Regions from separate parts of the Mus musculus genome. Here region 1 is linked to region 2. The links are chromatin contacts, called in public promoter capture Hi-C maps. All regions are on one chromosome and are shown on one strand. The core of a region is the stretch at or near the end of the contact, and the rest is flanking DNA. Distances in the headings are between cores, read along the strand shown. Region 1 holds the start of Osgin1 (oxidative stress induced growth inhibitor 1). Region 2 overlaps Hsd17b2 (hydroxysteroid (17-beta) dehydrogenase 2).

Region 1 (2,700 bases), core at 167-2,666, 1.7 Mb before region 2:
CGTGGGTAAAGTGCTTGCCTAACCGTGAGGAACTGAGTTCAGATTCTCCACACTCCTGTCAAAAGCAGATGTCTGTAATCCTAGGTCTGGAGAGACAAACACAGGAGGGCCCCTGGAGATCACCCGCCAGAGAGCTGAATGACAGGCTCCAGGTTCAGTCCAGGAGAGGGAAGCCTGGAGGGAAGTGGCCCTGCAGGTAACTTGTTGTACAAGGGCAGTGACTTATGGGCAGGCAGCACTCACATAAAGATGGAAGGAGAAAGCTGACCCCTGACCCCTGACTCCTGGCGGGGGGGGGGGGGAGGGGTGGCTGTCTGATTTCTACACGTGTTCTTGTGCTCTCTCTAGCAATAATAATAATAATGATAGTGATAATAGAATGAAAAAGAAGGTGTGGACAGTGACTGAGGAAGACGCTAGCCATCGACCTCTGACCCCACAGGTATGAGCACATAAAAAATGAGTTTCTCAGAAGTGGCGATAGTTGCCCTGGTGTAACACTGCAGACATTTCTAAGGTTATGAAATCGTCATGCCAGGGAGGGCTGGGAACCATATACCATTTGTCTCTAAAAATGCCACCACCACCCCCAAGAGCTGGGGGTTTCTTATCCCCACTTCATGAATGAAACTGAGGTTGGGGAAAATGGAAGGGGAGGGGACATCTCGTCTAGGTCCTAGACAGCCTCGTTTGGGATCCTTTCCCCTCCATTCCCAAATAAAGCAACAGGTAGCAGTGACAGCTGCTAGTGACACAAAGCCCTGGGGCAGGAGGAAGTGTGCAGTCAGCCAAGTGTTACCTGGCCTTAGTCACAGTGAACCCTCGTTCCAAGTGCCTGCTCCACCTGGGCCCAAGGGTGCCTGATGGCCCAACCTCCACGGTCCACCACTTTCTCCACCGCACCTTCCGTAAACCGAGTACCCAGGAACCCTCGGCTGTGCTTGTCTGAGCCTGGTACCTAGGACCCACTGGAGCACCTCGCCAGGCTGGAGACACAGTGGCCATTGGTGCCTCGAAGGAGCAAGGCTACCCATGCTCCTTCCTGCCGGAACAGCTATTTCACGAGTTAGGATTAGGCTGCTAAGCCAGGGGCCGCTGGGGGAGAGTGTCCCAGACACTTAACCATGGCCATCGCTGGAGGTGCAGGGAGGACTCCCAGAGTCCTCCTCAGGACCAGTCAGTGTACACCCCGGCTTTCCTGACCCCCGTCTGCCCACCCTTGCCCCATAGCTATTGTTTCCCACCCACAGCCTTGCCCGGACCACTCACCTGATGGATGGTAGATAGCTGGAGGGAGCTGGTGAGCCTGGGTTGTCTGGACACTCAGAGGAACTTGGTCACACGGTGAGAGACTTTGTCACGGTGCCCTGCTGCAAGAACAGGATGCCCATTAGCCCTGGGGATCCCAGAGGCTGTGCGAGGCCCAAGGCTAGCAGGGGTATTTCACAGCGGGGCAGGGAGGAGGCGGAGGCAGGGGCGGGACCAGGAAAATCACTTTCATAAGCGTGAGTCAGCAGGGGCCCCTGGGTGAATGAACTTGGCCCTGGCCAGTCTTAAAGGGCCCCTGCTGGCCAGTTCCTCCCTTCCCGGGTTCAGTTTGAAGGAGGAACTAGGGAATCTTGAAAGAGACCACTAGGTCTCTTCCTTACCAGTGAGTGGTAGGCTTCTGAGAAATAGCTGGCCAGCTGGCTTCTGAACTCCAGAAAGCTCTGATCTTCCACTCACTTCCCACCCCAGCGTGTGGGGAGAGGGGACACGGGTGTGTGCAGAAAAAACCCTCAGTCACTGGTCAACCCCGACAACTCCCACTCAGCGACTTCCTGGTTGGAGACTCTGAACAAACCTCAGTTTCCCCATCTGAAAAGTGGGGTTGAGTTGGACTCCCTCATGTGTGCGTGCATGCGCATGTGAGTGTGTGTCCGTCCTCCCTGGTCCTTATAGACTTCTCTTCCTGTAGGGGGTCACGCCAGTCTGCTGGCCGGTTCTTGTGGTCCGTGAACGGAAGCTGGGTCCTAGGGAGACATCCCTTACTGCACACTGGGTCTGGAATAGCGCTTTTCCATATGGAGCCTTGGCTCAAGAGAAGGAAGTTGGGCAGTGGTTTAGGTCGGTGCACTCACCTTGGTGGCCATTGTTCCTGTCCTGATCAGCTGTCACTCTACCACCAGGACCAGAACTGGGGAGGGGCGGTGGGGGGGGAGTGTCAGGCTCTCACTCTAAGTACCCAAGAGACTACTCAGCGATTAAGAGCACTGGCTGCTCTTCCAGAGATTCTGAGTTCAATTCTCAGCAACCACATGGTGGCTCACAACCATCTGTAATGGGATTTGATGCCCTCTTCTGGTATGTCTGAAGACAGAACACTCATATATATTACATAAACAATTCTTTAAAAAAAAAAAAGGAACTCATTAAACAAAGTGACACTTTGGTACAATTTTCTAAAGAAAAAAAATTAAGTAAAGAATACAAATTCCAGAAAAAGAAAACTTCAGAGTTGTAAAGAAAGACGGGGTCCTTGGGCCCACCTCGTGGAACATCCTTCGGCTGCAAGAGTCTTGGCTGCTAGCACAGCATTTTGATTTAAAAAATGATATTTTGTTTTTCTTGGATTAAAAGAATGATTATTCAAAATACCGCATATAGGTTTTGGGGAATAGATCAGTAGAACCTGTGCCTAGCATTGCATGAGACCCTAGG
Region 2 (2,896 bases), core at 185-2,684:
TAAGCTCTGGAAGTCTGTTTTTAAAAATAAGTTGGACTGAGCCAGGTTTGTTGGTGGCCCACATCTTTAATCCCTGCACTCCAAAGGCAGAAGTGGGGTGAATCTCTATGAGTTCAAGGACACCCTGGTCTACAGAGTGAGTTCCAGAACAGCCAGAGCTATCTGACTCCTTACAGACAGAAACCCTGTCTCTAAAAACCAAACAAAATGATGAACATGGCAGCACAAGGCTGTGACCTGAGCTGAGTCAGGAGGATTGCTACGAGTTCCAGGTCAGGCTACATAATGAGTCTCAGGCTGACTTGAGCTACAGAGAAAAGCCCTGTCTTTTTTTTTTTTTTTTTTTTTTTTTTCTTTTTTTGGTTTTTCGAGACAGGGTTTCCCTTTATAGCTCTGGCTGTCCTGGAGCTCACTTTGAAGACCAGACTGGCCTCGAACTCAGAAATCCGCCTGCCTCTGCATGGCCCTGTCTTAAAACTAAATGCCTACTATTACAAAGAACTACAGCCAACTAAGGGATGCTGAGAGCAAGAGAAATCACCTTCCCTGGGAGGAGAACAGAAAATATTATGCAAGCTTAACCCTGAAGGCAGATACACACAAGTAACATTCACAGAGTGAGGAGGCTGTACTTAGGTACTTAGGAACATACATACATACATGTATACATACATACATACATACAACAATTAAAGCAAAACAGGTCATAAACTTGAAAGACAGCAAGGAAGGTTCATGGGAAGGTGTGGATGGAGGAGGAAAAGGAAGTAGAAAATGTAGTTCTATTATGTACTGGCTGCTTTTGTGTCAACTTGACACAAGCTAGAATCATCAGAGAGAAAGGAGCCTCCCTTGAGGAAATGCCTCCATGAGATCCAGCTGTAAGGCATTTTCTCAACTAGTGATCAGTGGGGGAGGGTCTGGCCCATTGTGGGTGGTGCCATCCCTGGGTTGGTGGTCCTGGGTACTATGAGAAAGCAGGCTGAGCAAGCCATTGGGGAGCAAGCCAGTAAGCAGCAGCCCTCCTCGGCCTCAGCATCAGCTCCTGCCTCCAGGGTCCTGCTCTGTGTGAGTTCCTGTCCTGACTTCCTTTAATAATGAACAGTGATGTGACTCTGTCATCCATGATGAGCCTCGTGGAGAGTGTACCAAGCCATCTGGAGCCTCCACTTCCTCGTGGGGGAAAATAAGGTTCTAGTCAGCGCTCTCCTAGGCTGACCTGAGCAGTCAGGAGCCCAGTGCTGCTCAGAAGTCCTAGCGTGTCATACGTGACATGCTCTGGCCCTCACAGTCGTGGACACCCTGCTGTGCTGACCTCACAGCGAGAATGCGCTGATTCTCATCTGTGCGGTGGCCCAGAAGCCACACAGAGGTCAGCAGACCTTGGGAGAGCAGGAAGCTGGGAAGCTGAGATGAGATAACCTCTCTATGCTTCTGAGTCAAGCCAGTCCAGGAAGGCCCAGGGTTTCCTCAGAGTTGTGTACAATGGGGCAGACTGTGTACAAAGACTGCCCAGAACAGTCTTTCCTAAGCGAGATCGCAGTATGATTGCCAGGTGCCAGTGGGCATCACTGACAGCCATGTAAGGATTCCCATGTTGAAGGAAGAAAGGAAAGAAGGGAGAGAGGGAGAGACAGAGAAGGTAGGGAAGGGGAAGGAGAGGGGAGGGGAGGGGATGAGAGGGGTAGGGAGGGGAGAGAAAGAGAAGGGAAGGGAAGGGGAGAGGAGGGGAGGGGAGGGGGAGGGGGAGGGGAGGGGGAAGGGAGGGGAGGGGAGAGAAAGAGAAGGGGAGGGGAGGGGAGGGGAGGGGGAGGGGAGGGGAGGGGAGGGGGAGGGGGAGGGGGAGGGGAGGGGGAAGGGAGGGGAGGGGAGGGGAGAGAAAGAGAAGGGGAGGGGACTCTGCTATGCCAGAGGGAAACATGTAAATTGTCAGGAATCTTTAAGAATTAAGAGTTGTATGGTGGAAGAACTGTCCTGTGATACTGACCTGTTACTGCAGCTACTGTGGAGACTAGGGTAGGAAGACAGAAAGGACCAGACCTCTGGGGTGCAGAGCCAGCTCAACACAGAATGGGCAACTCACTGAGAGTCTGTCTAAACGGGAAGGAGGGCTAGCATTCTCAAGGCCCTAGATTCAATGCCCAGAATAGGGAAAGAAGGGTGTGTGTGTGTGTGTGTGTGTGTAAAGCTTTACAAGCATGAAGTGTCAATCACCTAAGATGAACTCGTCCCATCCTGGGTGTTTCCTCCTTAGGCGCCTCTGCTCTGCTGTTTCACTTAAATTCCCTACAAGATCAAAACAGACTGTGTGCACCTATGAGATCTTCAGTGAATTGATGAAAATAGGTTAGTCATGAAAATACCCAGCACTCTAGCTTCATTGGTGCAATTGAAATAAGGTTGTGTGTATCTCTTGCTTATGACAACAGATGATCTCCTGAAATAATGTATTGATTATGAACTAAGTTATAGTGGTGGAAAATAACACCTCATTAACTCACTGTTCCTCCAAAAGCTTGTAAGAATCAAACGTGACAACACACACACATAACACACACTCACAAGCAAACATAGATACATACACATACATGCATACATACATACAAGCACATATACATGCTCACACATGCATATACCACAGACATGCACACACTCACTCACAGAGAGACACATCCACACAATGCTCTCACACACATATACACACACCACACACACACATGCACCATACATATACACACAGTCACATACATATACATATACTCTCACACACAGACACATACACACATTCTTACACACGTACTCATGCTCACACACACATTTACTACACATCACACACATATACACGCACTCACCCACATACACCACACACACATGCTCTTGAATGCACACATATATA

Evidence for each region. Promoter capture Hi-C pulls out the DNA fragments that hold promoters and counts their contacts.
Region 1: a contact with region 2 is called in a promoter capture Hi-C map of trophoblast stem cells, with 7 times the contacts expected there. The contact joins the promoter of Osgin1 here to the enhancer-like site in region 2. A contact is called at or near these places in 5 of 39 promoter capture datasets (embryonic stem cells, frontonasal cranial neural crest, hippocampal neurons and 2 more) and 2 of 115 datasets of contacts at active chromatin or transcription factors (embryonic stem cells and pancreatic cancer cells).

The regions. Positions count from the first base shown.
Region 1 is chr8:119,435,863-119,438,562 of GRCm38.p6, reverse strand. Osgin1 (oxidative stress induced growth inhibitor 1) reads right to left here and starts at 1,416. Exons shown (of 6, transcript NM_027950.2): 1 at 1,270-1,416.
Region 2 is chr8:117,729,644-117,732,539 of GRCm38.p6, reverse strand. All of the region lies in intron 1 of Hsd17b2 (hydroxysteroid (17-beta) dehydrogenase 2), which reads right to left. Among named protein-coding and RNA genes, the nearest start is that of Gm31774, 17 kb to the left of the region's middle. Within about 2 kb of position 1,434, at least 23 of the 459 cell types and tissues checked have an H3K27ac peak or open chromatin away from gene starts, as enhancers often do. A contact at or near this core is called in pancreatic cancer cells and trophoblast stem cells, where this site is marked.